Linked DNA regions of Hordeum vulgare: region 2 is linked to region 1. The links are chromatin contacts, called in public Hi-C maps. All regions are on one chromosome and are shown on one strand. The core of a region is the stretch at or near the end of the contact, and the rest is flanking DNA. Distances in the headings are between cores, read along the strand shown. Region 1 holds the start of LOC123425353 (anaphase-promoting complex subunit 7). Region 2 has its middle 150 kb from the start of LOC123425362.

What was found. Hi-C and Micro-C count contacts between places; a contact is called where the count stands out from the background.
Region 2: a contact with region 1 is called in a Hi-C map of seedling, with 3 times the contacts expected there. The contact joins the enhancer-like site here to the promoter of LOC123425353 in region 1. A contact is called at or near these places in 2 of 6 Hi-C or Micro-C datasets (leaf and seedling).

Annotation. Positions count from the first base shown.
Region 1 is chr1H:82,364,339-82,368,443 of MorexV3_pseudomolecules_assembly, reverse strand. LOC123425353 (anaphase-promoting complex subunit 7) reads right to left here and starts at 2,280. Exons shown (of 18, transcript XM_045109042.1): 1 at 2,094-2,280; 2 at 1,740-1,808; 3 at 1,540-1,590; 4 at 1,273-1,392; 5 at 1,107-1,169; 6 at 888-1,003; 7 at 325-409. The coding sequence starts at 2,162.
Region 2 is chr1H:82,772,298-82,776,402 of MorexV3_pseudomolecules_assembly, reverse strand. No RefSeq gene overlaps it. Among protein-coding and RNA genes, the nearest start is that of LOC123425362, 150 kb to the left of the region's middle. Within about 2 kb of position 2,187, at least 3 of the 3 cell types and tissues checked have open chromatin away from gene starts, as enhancers often do. A contact at or near this core is called in leaf and seedling, where this site is marked.

The DNA.
Region 1 (4,105 bases), core at 1,031-3,530:
CCATGAACAGGATATAACTTACTGAACTAACAGACTGCAAATGCACGTTGTTAGAATATGCAGACCCCACAAAAAAATCGAACACCTTTCTTGTGTAAACTGACGGCTCTTGCTTGTATAGTAAAGCAAACAATAACCTGTCAACTTTTCTAGCCACCTCGGCTAATAGGTAGAGAGAGCTCCGCAAGCAGGAAATTTGACAACCAATCAGCATACAGCAAACTAGCATAACTGATATTTATCTGTTTTTACTGAAATTAAACTAATCATCTTGAGAGATCATGCTTCCTTTTAAGATCTTACACAAAAAAAGTGTGCACTTACTTGGGAAAATAGTAAAGAGAACTCCTTCGAAGAAAGCCCCATTTCAGCCAAAGCTGCAATAGCCTCAAATATGTAAGGACATTGCCTAGCAGAAAAGCACAAAGATGTCGAAAACAACTTGTCAAATTACATCATGAAAGAGTAACCATATGAGGCAATACTCTTAGTGGAGAAAAACTTTGCGGTTTGCATATCGATGTGTACGAAAATATGATCGAACAGAAAATATCAATATCTGTGACCTACTTCCTCTGATTCATAATATAAGTAATTTAGGACCATGACAGAGTCTTCAAGGTAACACTATGACCATAAATGTTTACAAAGTATGTTGTTACAACAGATGTAATTCAGTAAATTATATATTATAAAGGTACATTTCATGAGAAATCTAGTACTATCAATTCCATATTGAACATTTTGGCAATATTTTGTAGAATGATGGTCAAACTGAAAAAATGTTTGACTGAGAGAAACTCCAAAACAGCTTATGTTATGGATCAGAGGGACTATTTAGTTGCAGAATTCAGGACCTAGAAAGCAAAGCTTTTGGTATGTTGTACCTCAAACACTCTTTATAACATATAGCAGCCGCACGATTATTTCTGGATATCCGATAAAGCTTGCCTAACATCAGATTCATTTTTAGACTTCTCAATTTAGAAGGAATCCCTTCCATCTGCAGAAAACATGTAGGTCAAACTTTGCACCAATTGTCATTGTCAGATGAACAAACCACATCTAGATCCAAATCATCCTACACAAATTTTAAAACCCCAAACCTCTTGAAGTGCTTCACGATACTCATGTAGAGCAGAATGGCAAATAGCTATTTTAGACTTCACCTACAACAGTAGAGCAAAACTGAACTGAGTTACTTGCTAGAGGTGTATAGAAAATAAATTACCAACGCAAGAAACATCAAATGGTCTGTTGTGGTCTTCACACCTCATTTTCATTGAACGGCGTAACATTTGATCGGACAGTAGTGGAAACTGAGATTCTGGCAGTACTTGTAGCTTGTCTGGGGATACTTTTGCTACATTGCATAGCTTGCTTGTAGACATTCTATAATGATCAAAAAGTGGAAAATAAGAAACTTAAATTTCAACCGTAAGCACTGAACAGTCAAATGTATGCTCAGCTTTCCGACACAATAAAGTTCCTCGTTGCATTCTAAATTTCTAATCAAGCATGGTTTCTCGGCAATGTTACCAGTGCCCTCCGAAACTCTTTCTCCCCATACAACGCATCACCATGCAGGACCTGCAATACAGCACGCAACATTTCAGGCACGAAATGTGAACATTGTGCCATCTAGGCAATAGAAATGGACATTCGGCAGTGCAACATCGTTTAAGAGTAGGACCGAGCTAGTACCCAATTCCCCTACCGAGCTACAAAGGGCAACTTACCAAGCTTTCTGCCTTCATGGACATGCTGGCCTCGTTACTTGCGCCGCCAGAAGACACAAGAAAGCATCCCTGCAAGTCATGAAGAATTAGTATTCCCACCTGAAAACCTCTGTACAGAAGGAAAATCTAACGAGAAACCCCTGTTTTCCTTTCGCAACTCGGCTAAGGCCCCCTTTTGGAGCGCGGGATTCTTTCTCCAATTCCTAGGCCAGCAAGCCAGCTCGCTCCCTAGCTCAACTACCTAGCCACCAGCGAGCAGCCGGCACACGCGCGCCACAGGCAAGCAACGGAGCAGTTGATCCGGGGCAAAACCCTAGCGATTTCAGAGTGGGGGCGGGGGCGGGGGTTACGTACGAGCGTCTGGGCGGAGTCGAAGAGGCCGGCGTCGAGGAGGGCCGCCATCGAATCCCGCGCCGCCTCCATCTACGGCGGGCGCGCGGCGGTCCGATCTGGCGCGGCGCGCTGTTCGCTGATGAGGGTTTGCCGAGGGATTTTTGAATTGGGATTTCGCTGCTCGGTTTGTGATTGGAGAACCGTCACTCCCTTCCCCTCACTGCTCAGTACACAGGAGGAACGAGGGAGATAGGAGAAAGAGGGGGTTCGGAATGGGCTCTACCCGGGCTTGTGCGGCCCAGTTACTTGGGCCCGCTTCGAAATTTCACGCGAGCGGCCAGCATTATTTTTCCGTTTTGGGGGGGAAATACGACGTTTCGTTCGAATAGTACCAGACCGCTAATCGAGCGCCGACGTCGCCGGGATATATACGTGCCGGCCGTCCCATGCATCGGCCGGGCGTGATGGTGCGCGCCTATGACTCCAGCTTTGGAGGGCTAGAGTTGGCATCTCTGTGGTTTGGGATTGTCGGAGGCCGCGCACGCACGAACCCAACAGGGAATTGTTGCGTTCCTTGATTTCAATATCATGGATCGATCTTTCCCTTCATTATCGTCTCTAGAGAGAGCTAGAGCTTAAATATGTCGGACAATGGTCGTCTAGGGTATGCAATGTCGATTTGGCATTGTGTGTGTGCTGCGGGGGACACTCCCAGCCGTAGCCCGCCTCTTAACAAGAGATGACGTGCGGGGGTTCTCCTTTAAACGAGCCCGCAACGTGTAATTATCGTGCGTGCGCTTGGCCCTTACTCTCCTAACCTCATATATGCCAACTCTTTTTATCATCGAAATTTATTAAAAGTATAAAACACTTTAAACATAATTAAAAAACAACATCAAGATTTCGAGACCATTGAACGACCATTACCGTTATTCGAACGAGCCACCGACGCGTCATTGTCGACGCTCCCCTAACTGAGCCAGCTTGACCTTGTTAATGACAATCAGAAAATCTTTATGCACGTGCCCCAAAGGACCAGTCTCTTGGAGTTGTAGTCGTCGTTATTGAACCACTGAATAGATTTGAAGCACCTCACATCAAATCTCGCCACATGAAGCACCTCCCAACTCTTTATTATCGAAAATTATCGAAAGTACAAAGCATTTTCATAATAAAAAAATTACATCAAAATTTCGAGACCATCGAACTACCGTTATTCGAACGAGCCACCGACGCGTCGTTGTCGACGCTCCCCTAACTGAGCCAGCTTGACCTTGTTGATGACAATAAGAAAATCTTCATGCACGTGCCCCAAAGGACCAGTCCCTTGGAGTTGTAGTCGTGGTCATTGAACCACTGAATAGATTTGAAGCACCTCACATCAAATCTCACCACATGAAGCACCTCATATGCCAACTCTTTTTATTATCGAAAATTATCGAAAGTACAAAGCACTTTAAACATAATAAAAAAATTACATCAAAATTTCGAGACCATCGAGCGACCACTACCGTTATTCGAACGAGCCACCGATGCGTCGTTGTCGACGCTCCCCTATGTCAGCTTGACCTTGTTGATGACAATCGAAAAATCTTCATGCACGTGCCCCAAAGGACCAGTCCCTTAGAGCTGTAGTCGTCGTCATTGAACCACTGAGTAGATTTGAAGCACTTCACATCAAATCTTGCCACATGAAGCATCTCATATGCCAAATCTTTTTATTATCGAAAATTATCGAAAGTACAAAGCACTTTAAACATAATAAAAAATTACATCGAAATTTCGAGACCATCGAACGACAACTACCGTTATCCCAACGAGCCACCGACGCGTCGTTGTCGACGCTCCCCTATGCGAGCTTGACCTTGTTGATGACAATCAGAAAATCTTCATGCACGTGCCCCAAAGGACCAGTCCCTTGGAGTTGTAGTCGTCGTCCTTGAACCACTAAATAGATTTGAAGCACCTCACATCAAATCTCGCCACATGAAGCACCTCATATGCCAACTCTTTTCATTATCGGAAATTATTGA
Region 2 (4,105 bases), core at 938-3,437, 410 kb before region 1:
AATTTGTTCGCAAAATTTAAAAAATATTCGTGCTTTAAAAATTTGTTTGTGCTTTCAAATTGATTCGGGGTTTGTCAAAATTGTTCTCCTTTTTAAAATTATGTTCTCAAGATTCAAAAAATGTCAAACTTTAAAGAAATATTTGTGGTTCCAAATTTGTTCATGATTTTTCAAAATTGTTCTCGGTTTCAAAATTTGTTCTCAAAATTCAAAAAATGTCTATGCTTTAAAAATTTGTTCACGCTTTCAAATTTGTTCGGAGTTTTTCGAAGTTGTTCTCTTTTTAAAATTTTGTTCTCAATATTTAAAAAAAGTTTGTGCTATAAAATAATCATTCGCGCTTCTAAATTTGTTCACGATTTTTAAACATTGTTCTTCAAATTAGAAAAAACAAAATGTTTCAAATACGAAAATAAAATGAAAAATAAACAAAAAGTAAGCAAAAAAGTAAAAAATAAAGGAAATAAGCAGAAAAGGAAAATATAAATAAAAAGTTAATTACAAATATTTTAAGGAAAAACAATAAGCTGGGCCGGCCAGTCGGGCAAGCCCTTGTGCGATGCAGCTCGTCCCTGCCGCTACGAGCGGCGGGTAGGAGCGGAAAACCTTATTCGCGGCTCTGTGGGAAATTATGTCGGGGCTTCACACGGAACGGAGCGGGAGAGGGCTGCCTGGCTGCAGCACTCCGGTTTTGGGAACGTTCTACTGGATCAAGCAGTTTTTTTTTTTAGTTTTTGGAAACTTCTAGAAGATTCCCTGATCCGATTTTTTTTCTTTTCTGTTTTTTATTTTCTTTTTCTGTATAAAAAATGTTCTCGATTTTTAAAAAATGGTTTTGTATTTTCAAAAAACATTCTCAATTTTAAAAAAAATTGTTCTCGGTTTTCCAATTTATTCTTAAGATTCAAATTAGTTCTCGGTTTCAAAATTAGTTCTCAAGATTCAAAAAATATTCGTGCTTTAATAATTATTTCAAATTTGCTAGGTTATTTTGTAAAAAAAATTTCTCGAGACTAAAAAAATGTTCATGCTCTAAATTATTGTTTGCGCTTCAAATTTGCTCAGGAATTTTCAAAATTGTTATCCGTTTCAAATTTTGTTCTCAATATTCATGTTTTAAAACATGTTTGTGTTTAAAAAAATTGTTCTTCCTTCCAAAAAAATTCAGTGTTTTTTAAATAGTTCTACGTTTCAAAAACAATTCTGAAGATTCAAAAAATGTGTGTGCTTTAAAAAATTGTTCGTGCTTCCAAACTTGTTTAGGATTTTTGAAAAAAAAACTCGGTTTTAAAATTTGTTCTCAAAATTTAGAAAATGTCCTTGCTTTTCAAATTGTTATTGGATCTTCCCAATTTGTGCGTGGTTTTTCAAAATATTTCTCCGTTATAAAATTTTGTTCTCAATATTGAAAAAATGTTTGTGCTTTAAAGAATTGTTTGCGCTTCCAAATTGGATCACGATTTTTAAAAGTTGTCCTCGGTTTCAGAAAAAAATCAAAATTCAAAAAATGTTCGTGCTTTTAATATTTATTCATGCTTTCATGTTTGTTTTAGGTTTTTCGAAATTGTTTTTCTTTTCAAACTTTTGTTCTCAAGATACGAAAAATGTTCGTGTTTAAAAAAAAATCACGCTTCCAAATTTGTTCACGATTTTTCAAAATTGTTCTCTGTTTCAAAATTTTGTTCTCAAATTGAAAAACTGTTCGTGTTTAAAAATTTGTTCGCACTTTAAAATTTGTTCTGGGTTTTTCAAAATAGTTCTCCTTTTCAAACTGTTGTTCTAAAGATTCAAAAAATGTTCGTACATTAGAAAATTGTTCGCGTCTCCAAATTTGTTCATGATTTTCAAAATTGTTTTTCAAATTCGACAAATGTTTGTGATTCAAATACAAAAAGGAAAGGAAAAAAAGAAATAAAAACAAAAAAAACAAAAAAAAGTAAGCAAATAAGCAAAAAAGAAAAAAAGAAAAAAAGAAAAAAAAATAGAAAAACATTTATTGGATTTTAGGAAAACAATTCGGGGCCGGTCCAGTTGGAGTGAGCTCCTGTTCTTTGCGGCTTGTCCCTACCGCAACAAGCGGCAGGTAGGAGCTCACCAGTTTTTCTACCTACTTTCTTGTTTTAGTATGTGCTAATGGGCCAGCCCATTATTGCAGATGCTTCACACGAGGTATCCTTTTGTTCGCGTGAAGTGAGATATAGTCGCCGCAAAAGAAGGAGAGCTCAGCGCTAGTGGGGAGCTTATGTGTACGGCGACCTAGATTGTTTGTCTTTTGACGGGGAAAAGGAGATTCTCATTATTCAAGAAGACTTTTCTGCCATAACCAAATTTACAACAAAGTCTATCCCAACATTTAACCAAACTGTAGTTTGAATGGTACTGCACCCTATGCGGCCAGCTCATGGCTAACATTATTTTGCGGCGACCCAGTTAGCTGGTTCATTTGCCTGCTGGACGCTTCCTTTGCCCAACTCCTATTTGCGCATGTTTCATGAGTTACAGTGAAATTGGTAAAATGTGTGGACATGTGCGTCTATACCTCCCTCGACGCGAGTTCGATGCTAGCCTCGCGTGAAACGAGCGCCATACTGGGCCAACCAAGGCACGTAGGTGGCCACTGGCTTTTTTTTTCTTTTTATCATATGTGTTTTTCTTTTCTTTTTTATTTCTTGTATACTTCCAAATATTTGAAGCATATATATTACAAAAGTATACTTTACCCACAATTTTTAGAAATGTTAATCATGCATTTCGAAAATATTTAATATGTATAGAGAAAATGTTTCCGATATACATGAAAATGTGTACATAAAATATACAATAGTTATGGAAAAAGTAGACATAAATATTATATTTTTGAAAATCTTAATCATTTCCGAAACGCTACACATGTATATAATTTTATTTCTGATGTGTATAAAAAATTTGTATATTGTGAATGGAAAAAGTAGATATCCAAATTTTAAACTTGTAATAAAACATACTTAATGTAGAACAAAAATGTCGACCATGCATTAAAAACTACTCCCTCTGTTCCTAAATATTTGTAGTTGGAAAGAACTAGACTAGTTCTCCTCAAGTACAAGTATTTATGTACAGAGTAAGTAATACATAAAACTATATATTTTTTCAAATTCTTGATCATGTAAGAACAAATGTAAATCATGTATCTATAAGTGTTAAACACGTACTTCCTCAGTACCACAATATTTGTTGTTGGAGAGAACTAGCCTAGTTCTCCCCAACAACAAATATTTAGAAACAGAGGAAGTACAAGATACTTGAATAAATATTAATAATATATTTATGAAATGTCAAATATATAAAAAGTTATTACTGATGTATAAAAAAGATATAATTTGGGTTAAAATCGAATAAAAAGATATTTTAAATAAATTAAATTAATATCATATATAAAAAAGGTTTATCATTAACGTTTTTAGATTAAAATATTTATTCTAAATCTAAAAATCTATAATTTATATGAAAAAACACTCAACAGCTATGTTTTTTTACAAATGGTAATCATGCATTTAAAAATTGTTAGTTTAATGGAAAAAAACCTAGTATACATGATCTACACAAATGTTTCTGAAAACTGTAGAAATATTTTGAAGAAAACAAAATGAAGAAAGGGGTGAATACCGAAGAGCTGGAAAAAAGAAACGCCCCAAAATCATAGAGAAAACGAAATTCTAGAAAAAAGAAAGAAAGCTGATGCAAAATAAGAAAGGAGCAAAAATGACGAAATGAAACAAACTAGGAAATGATAGAAAAAATCAATGAAAATGGATAATTGAAAAAACAAATGAAATTGAAGAAAATAAAAAATACAAAAGCTAGTAAATACCGTAATTTAGCGGAGAAAACTTTGAGGAACAGAGAAAGAAAAAAACTATGAAGAAACAATGAAACCTAAAAGCAGAAAAAGGGAAAAAACAGAGGGAACCGAAGCAGAACCAAGGAACAAACATGTTCCTGCGTGACGGGAAGCAAGCGACCACAACAAAGAAATGAAAATGGGCCAGCCCAAAGACAACGGAAAGAGGGTACCCTTTCGCGTGACAGCTGCTTCCATCTCGCGTGAAGCGAAATATAGACCTCG